2 separate regions of the Danio rerio genome follow, and region 2 is linked to region 1. A link is a contact called in public Micro-C data. All regions are on one chromosome and are shown on one strand. Each heading gives the region's core, a stretch centred on a gene start, on an enhancer-like site or on the middle of the called end of the contact. The rest is flanking DNA. Distances are from core to core; before and after follow the strand shown.

What was found. A called contact is a pair of places that touch in the nucleus more often than the background predicts.
Region 2: a Micro-C map of caudal fin shows a contact between it and region 1, with 4 times the contacts expected there. The contact joins the promoter of tspan18b here to the promoter of cd82b in region 1. A contact is called at or near these places in 2 of 18 Hi-C or Micro-C datasets (caudal fin and an unstated tissue).

The regions. Positions count from the first base shown.
Region 1 is chr18:29,010,789-29,015,263 of GRCz12tu, forward strand. cd82b (CD82 molecule b) reads left to right here and starts at 2,356. Exons shown (of 9, transcript NM_212663.1): 1 at 2,356-2,452. It also overlaps a transcript of tp53i11b not described here.
Region 2 is chr18:29,173,896-29,178,221 of GRCz12tu, forward strand. tspan18b (tetraspanin 18b) reads left to right here and starts at 1,364. Exons shown (of 9, transcript NM_001002439.2): 1 at 1,364-1,763.

The sequences.
Region 1 (4,475 bases), core at 1,106-3,605:
TATTGTGGCTTTAGCTGTCTGTCAGCGGTATACATAATGCCTCTGAAGGGATATTAATGTACTTTTTAAATGTGTGTGTGTAAATATTTTATTGAGAGATGTTATTGTTATGGACCTGCATTGTTATCTTTTTGAAATAAAGAAAATGTACATTTATCTTAACTGCCACTCAAATTTGTTTGTTTTTTGTTGTTAAATATAAAGCCTCCACCTACAAACACACACGCACACACACACACACACACACACACACACACACACACACACACACACATACATACATATGAAACCGGTGTACCCGGATGAAACCCACGCGAAGGAAGGGAGAACATGCAAACTTCACATAGAAACGCCAACTGAGCCAAAGTTCGACCCAGCGATCTTCTTGCTGTGAGGCGACAGCACTATCTACTGCGCCACTGCCTTGCCCATATATATATACACACACACACATGCATACATATACATATATATATATATATATATATATATATACATACACACACACATATATATGTATGTGTGTACAGTGGCGCAGTAGTTAGTGCTGTCGCCTCACAGCAAGAAGGTCGCTGGTTCGAACCTCGGCTCAGTTGGCGTTTCTGTGTGGAGTTTGCATGTTCTCCCTGCCTTCGCGTGGGTTTCCTCCTGGTGCTCTGGTTCCCACCACAGTCCAAAGACATGCGGTACCGGTGAATTGGGTAGGCTTAATTGTCTGTAGTGTATGAGTGTGTGTGTGAATGTGTGTGTGTATGTTTCCCAGAGATGGGTTGTGGCCGGAAGGGCATCCGCTGCGTAAAAACTTGCTGGATAAGTTGGTGGTTCATTCCGCTGTGGCGACCCCGGATTAATAAAGGGACTAAGCCGGCAAGAGAATGAATGAATGAATATATATATATATATATATATATATATATATATATATATATATATATATAAAATAAAGTATTTAATCTTGAGTTGCTAACGAAAATATTCTTTTTTTTCTATTTGGTCTTGGTTATAACTATAATAAAATGAAATAAATTAAACTAAATAAAAATAAAACATTGGTTAAAATCAATCAAAGGAATATACAGTAGTAAAACTTACAAAAACATAAACCAATTCAAACAAATAATGAAACTGCAATAGTTCCCCAGTTCTATTAAAATAACATTGCTTTGGTTTCAGTTATGGGCTTATGTTGCATTAAAGTCATTTGACCTTGCTGCACTGTAACCCATTAAAAGTATTCTAGGAACTGCATTGTATTGGTATTTCTAAGATGTGTGCCTTCTTGAGCATTTATATTTGTAAATAAATATCCCCTAAACATTATCTACAACTGTTCAATAGTAAATATTTATGTTTGCAATTAAACGCAGCTCCAGTTTATTTATTTATTTTTTTTAAGAATTATTATTTTTTCTTTTAGGTTATTACCTCCAATACAACTGAAATGAAAACGAAAAGGGTCTAACCAGTGATTTCACAAGCTTCATTGTGTCTGAGATGATGCATCATAAAGGCTGCATTCAGATATTATTGGCTGAAACAACAACTTAGCAGCCTAAGCTTTTTTTAAATTATATATATATATATATATATATATATATATATATATATATATATATATATATATATATATATATATATATATATATATATATAAATTTATTTTTAGCATGGTTGTTTCCCCTTTTGGCCGGAGGAGGGCAGTGTTGCACATGCCATCCATCTATCGATTAATTTTTTATCATAATTATTTTTTTTTTGCAACAATTGGTCAGACTTTCACAGTATTTTAGTAGAGAAAATCCCTTCAGCAGAGTAACTTAATTACATTTTACTGTATGTGAAGCGACATGTCTAGCTAATTAATTTAAACATAATTTAACAGACTTTAATCTTAAATTTTATAATAATAAAAAAGTAACGTTATAGAAACTATATAGAAAAAATACCCCTAAATTCTAAAAGACTTTGAACCAGATTTTGCTGTGACACAATCCAGAAAGCTGGATTATCAACACGTTAAGATCTTAAATATTTAAGTATTTACACAAAATGCTAGCTGTGAAAGGATCCTTAGCGAGGAGAGTTTAGAATTATTTCGTTTGAAGCTGTAAAGCAGCACGTGTGGTGGTGAAGTCAGTTTACAAACTATTATCTAACAAACTATTTGACACTCCTGTCATTAAAACATTTAATAGCACTGACTGCTCGAGTTTGGTTTGTTTAATAAATAGTAAATGCATACTTTTAAAGTAGTGGGAGTAACTTCCAATGGCGGGGTTTGGCGGAAACTGGTCATCATGATAGTGATCATAAGCGGCTGTTCGTCTGGCTAGTAAAGGGTTAATGTGGTTTCTCGTGAGCTGCTCTCTTTTTGTTCAGACTGTTAGTAGCACAACAGCGAACTAACTGACAGCTGCTCCACGGATCTTCGCTGCGACTTGACACAAAACAGGTAAATGATTTCCCTTTTATCAATAAAATGGTAAATACAGATTATAGTAAAGTGATTTAACTTGCTGCTGGCTTGAAGTAGTGCCAACACGTAAAGCTACTAACTTTTTAGTAGGTCCTGATGTGACGCTTCTAGCCCTGGTATAGCTTTCTGTCATGTAAAACTAGTTTGGTGGAAGTTGTTGCAGTGTGTTTTCTACTTTGTATTCAGCTTTAAATGTCCGCTGATGTGGCACTGGCAGCTTGCACAGTTTGTAATGCGTTCTTGAAGTTACCGCTGAATTTACAGCGACTTACAGCAATACGCTTATACGGCACACACGCGCAGCTGTGGTTATTAAATGACGGTTGAGCTTCTTTAGAAACTGGGAGTCTCTTTATGAACAAGTTGTCTTCGTGTTACTATACCGAGGCTGGTTGGTATTAAAAAGAAGCGTTCTAGCAGCTTATGCACGTGTTTTGTGTTATCCTCACAGTCCCGCTGCACCTCCAAATATTAGGGAACTATAAAATTGTGATTGAGGCCTGAGTTTTAATAGAAGTCGACCAAATGTTATAGAAAGTCATGACAATGTTTGTCGTGAGTTTTACTAAATTTACGATTCAATATGTTCCATATGGTATTCCCCATATGGTTTCTCCGTCTTAAAAAATGTTTTAACACCAACATTGTAATTCATTTACTTCAATATATTGTCCTATTGTTATTTCTCAGACATGATTTGTTGCATGTTATGATATAAAGTTTTCTTATTTGTCAAATAAAACTGAATTGAAATGCAGACAACAAATCTGATGTAAACCTTTCTCACCATTTGTTTAAATAACATTAGTTATACACATTTTTATATTAATAAATTAATGCTTTGACTGAGCTCTTTCATAGCCTTTTTTCAGCTAATAAACATTTTCCAGCAGAAGCTGAAATCTTACAATTCACAAAAGTATTGCAGTCAGTTTCAAAGTGTTCGGTCACTGTAGTTTTTTATATAGAACAAAAAGATTTATCTCTCACATATTGTTAGTGCCTGTTTGACTTCCACGTTTTACAAAATATTTTTATTATATAATTATAATTGCAAAGATGCGAATTAGACTTTTGCCAAAACTAGAATATTCCATAAAACATGTATGAATACAACTGAAATCCCTTTAAGGCAAGTCATTTCACTTGGCGGCCATCTTTGAAACGCCTCTCAGGCAGTAAGCTCGGGCATTCTGTTTGAATAGGAAAACATCAAATTGTTCAAAATTGTTTGCCAAGCTTAAAACTACATTCATATTACAAATAACAATTAACTGTATGTTTAGTTTAATTTGTAAATGATCGAATCAGACAAAATTTGCCGAAGCTCACGTCTGGTCCAAGCCCCTCCTCTGGAGAATCGTCCATCTATAGCGATCGATGATTGGTGTTCCTCGGTCTTTATTGGCCATATTGGCACCATACACTTTTCATAATTCAAAACTATACTATTGACATGTCTTGCGTATTCTATAGTCTTTGGTAAAACACTGAGCAAGAATGTTCTGGATGTACTGTACCACTTTAATGATGGACTTTGGCTAAGGGATTTTAGAATGACAAAAACATGGTTGATTTGCTGGATTGTCTGTTAATGCCATGCCACATCCATTAAAGCTGTTTATGTTATCACAAGATCTGTTAAAACAAAATCACATGCTTTTTTTTTATCAACTTGCTGGAATTTACGTTTCCATTATAGTTTATGCTCATTAATGCACAGAATTATGGATTATCGATATGAAAGATACATCAATGCTGCCTTTAAAATTTGATTAGAAGAAGGTACCTCCAGAGACCAGATATGGAGGAGAATTTAGATTATAATGTGCTTTGGTGCAATTCTGCTTTGGGATGTAGTCATATTTTCCGTTAGCACACAAACATTTGGAAAACTTTGTACATGCGTCACATGTCTTTCATTGCAATGGGCAGGAACCCCCAATCTCAAACTTGAGACAGTCAACCATCAATTTGACATTAAATTGCATGCATTTTA
Region 2 (4,326 bases), core at 114-2,613, 160 kb after region 1:
AACTGCTCCTGTGTAGGTTTACTTTCTGAAAAGCACTCAAAAAAATTATGTTTGCTGCTTGTTTAAACAACTTATTTAAAATGAGCTGAAAAGGCACACTTATTAAGAGTTTTTGGGACATCCTAATTGTTTTATCTTCAATCCACTTAAATTTGCAATGAGCTAACTTTCAAAATTCCCTCATTTTGTCCCAAACACAAATCAAAAATCACTAATGGAACCCAGCATTTTTTTACAGTGAGAGTGACCACAACATTATTTAAAATTTGACATTTCTTAAGAAATCAAGTCTTACCAGTATACAACAGCACAAACATTCTCCTTTCACTCATCTGCAAGCTAAAGTAAATTATTCCTTTTTATGGACTGCTTAAGTGGGAGAGTGTGTCTCACGTCTTCTCTTAAGAAAGCACAAATGACCCTGAAGTACCCTTTCTGTCCACCCCCACCAGCCATGATAGACCCCCTCCCTACTTGTGCTGCTCAAATCACGACACCAGCACCAGAGAGCTGACATTTCAATAACATGCAGACGACATATGCACTCACACAAAGAGACGTCTCCTCACGCTCACAGACATCTCAGAGATGAACTGTCACATGTCACAGGACTTGTAGTTAAACAACGCAGACTTTAAGAGGTGCCTTCACTTTGACGAAATTCTGAGTGTGTACCAACTCACTGTCACAACAAGTATGGACAGAATACTGATAGGGGTGGCTGGGGACAGTGTTGTCTTGATTTATTTACTCAGTTTGACTTTTCAAAGTAAAATTATTTTAAAAAATAAAATAAAATATCCAGCATGAAATGGAAATCCACTCACTGATCTTCTTTCGGCTTTGTCCCTGGTTTATTAGGGGTCGCCACAGCGAAATGAACTGCCAAATTACTCTAGCATACTGTGTTATGCAGCAGATTGACATGAAATTCATCCAATCTTTTTTATGAATGCATGTTGCTAATCTTATTTGTAAAATAAGACAACAATTGCATTTTTTCACATTTTGCTCTAAAATTAATTTTAAAATCCTGGCATCAAAATCAGACTTAATTTCCACTCTTTCACATGGACAATTAGACTGTTTAAAGCACTAAATAATTCCTGTATGACCCTATAGAGAGTTGTGTTATGACAGAAGTTGTGGTCTAGATGTGAATTGCGGCGGGATATCATGTATGCCACAGGGAATGTCAGTGTCATGACCTCTGAGGGCATGCAGACAAAGGGATCGTGATACTTTTCTTATCTGACTCGCCATCTGTGGTGGTGTTGAGGGGGGCTAGCTAGGGAAGTGAAAACAATTTGACCATTAAATCTCCGCCCACAAGTTGAACGAGCAAAGCGTTAAATTGGTGTTCGGGGAGGAGTCAGCGAGAGTCCCTCAATGTACCGACACCACAGATCTATCATTAATAATAGTATATCTATTGATCGACAGCAGCAGGAGGCGAAGAGAGTGAAATAAGTAAACTGGGCGTTGAAGTTGTAGCGGAGTGTGTCCCTCCCTCCTCCAGCCTTAACTATAGAAGCGCTACTACCAGCGAGAGGGACGTGAGATTAGGGCAGCAGTTTGGGGGTCTCTGGAATTTATTAGCAGACGCTTCAAGCTCGCTTTTGTTGTATATTTCTTCTGGATTCGTAGTAGATCTACAGGTCCGACAGTTCTTCAGTCGGGCATTCATCCACGCTAACTTACAACCTACATATTTTACCTCGTTTCATCTCTGGAGCTCCGGACAGAAGGACCCGTGTTTTGAGGTGAGATTCTCGATAAACTAAACTCTGCTGGTGTTTACTTGTGATAGCTGCTCAGTACATTATGGGTTCATTTTAGTGCAAGATTTGCGCGTTTCTTTCTGGGATCGTGCCTGGGTATCACTTCAGATGGACAGAACTACACATAAACACTCAAATAACTGCTGTTTTGTAATAGCGATGCGTTTACTCTGTGTTCACTGTTTATTTTTATTTAAGTGTATAACCTAACAATGTTTGAAAGACTTTGAAGATTTGAATCTAAAAAATAAATTTGACGCTTAAATATTTCTCTTCTGTCAGCCACAAACAAACATTTCCTCTCGCTCTTGTTTCGGCGATGACGGCGCGTGTCACCATCCGGCGGTTTCTGTTAAATCTAATTAGTTGAGTAAAGCTCGGGGAAAGTCTGGGTGGGATGAAGAGGCATCAAGCTGGCGGTTTTCCCACGGGGTGTGACATCAGGCAGCGTGTGTTGTCCAGGAGGTCCAGTCAAAACTGTAGTTTATCCCCCTCCAGACACGCAGGTCAGCAGATGGAGGCAGCTGTGCCGACGGGCATGAGTTCAGTGCCAGTCTAAATCAATCAAACCCGCGCGTCTTATACCTCGTTCATGTCTTCATTGTGTGAAATAGATAAAATAATATTGCAGGTTATGTAGGCTAATTACATTATTTCCCTTTTTGATTTTGAAATTGTTCCTCACATTATAAAAAAAAAGGTTATTATAGAACTTTTCACAAAAACGTTAGAGGAACAAAAATTAAGCTTATAGACCTATAGCACCTTTATTTTGAGAGTAAGTTATCTATCTATCTATCTATCTGTCTATCTATCTATCTATCTATCTATCTATCTATCTATCTATCTATCTATCTATCTATCTATCTATCTGTCTGTCTGTCTGTCTGTCTGTCTGTCTGTCTGTCTGTCTGTCTGTCTGTCTGTCTGTCTGTCTGTCTGTCTGCATAGAAATTCATAATTTAACCCTTTAAGTTTCTGTGAACAAAGACTAAAATTCTCCAGGCTTTGAAACAATGCATCACCCTTAGATGAGTTATAGGGATTTTCCTGAAAACTTAACCCATGTATGAGTATTATCTTTGGCCACATTCCAAAAGCAACAAAAACAGTGCAGGGCTAGGTTAATGCATCCTGTACAATATAGCCAAAATCGACTAATCTTTAAATGCACTTAGGCAGCAAAGTTAATTGTTTGCCTGTATGCCTTCAGAAGATTGTCACTCCAGGCTACATCATTTTTAACTTTCTTTTTTTTTTAAATAAATGACTTGACATCCTGTCAAACCACATGATATGTGGTGGTATACTATAACAGATAAGATGCCATGCAGTTAGATCTTATCTAATCAGGTGTTACTGAGAAGAACTAGAATGCCTATTGAATACTTTCATGTTCCTGAATCCATTTCTTTAAGAAAGAGGATATTATTTCAAACAAAGCCCTGCCATAAATTCTCAAACCTGGTTATTGAAAGATTTGCAAGTGCACTGGCTTTAAATCTTGCATTCCGACTGTCTAACTTCATGTGTGCTGTAACTCTATATCCATTAGAGGGTTTCAGTGAATTTGTCCACCTTTTTCTGGACCCTATTTTTATAGTCTGACATAAAGGTTTGCTGCACTTGTTCCACAAAGCAGAATCGGACCAGTTTTCAATTAGTCAGGCACTTGTGCATGAAGATATTGGCTCTGGGGGATCCATTAATTCCGGCCTCTGGTGGCTTTGTAGTTTAGCTAAATGCTGATGTCAGAAGCACTCAAAGACTTCACTCACACTCACACAACTCAACATGGGCTCAAAAGTAAGACTGGAGCGTTAACCTTTACATTCTCTTGATCTTTTGCAAGGTAAAACCTTAAAATGAGGACATCAGAGACCTAGAAATAAAGTGTTTATTTAATAATGCAAGCTTTTCTCTGTTCAATGACAGAGTAATGTAACACCTTGTACACCCACCAATACTCTTTGTTACTGTAATTTGCATAATTGTCAAAAAATTAGCACTACATACACTAAATACATTTTTTACAAGTAGTTTTAAAGAAACCCAAGTACAGTGAATGAAATAAGGAATCTCACACTAGAAATTGTTGTTCTTGAAAAATCATACTCTGGTAATATTTGCTTATTTATTTTTTTTTTTTTTACATATTAGGCTGGCTGGACTAGTTAGCATTTCTGTGCAGAGTTTACATCTTTTTCCTCTGGTGCTCCGGTTTCTCCCAAAGTCGAAAGACATGCAGTATAGGTGAACTGAATATATTAAATTTGCCGTAGTGTGTGTGTGTGTGTGTGTGTGTGTGTGTGTGTGTGTGTGTGTGCGTGTGTGTGCGTGTGTGTGCGTGCGTGTTTGTATGTGTGTGTGTGGGAATGAATATGTATAGGTGTTTCCAAGAAGTTTCTGTGTGGAGTTTGTATGTTCTCCCCATGTCCCTTTCCTTGGGTGTTCCGGTTTCCACCACAATAGGGTTGGGCGATGTTGACCAATTTGGCATTGTACGATGTCTAATGTGAAACATCAGGATGGACGATGCCATCAT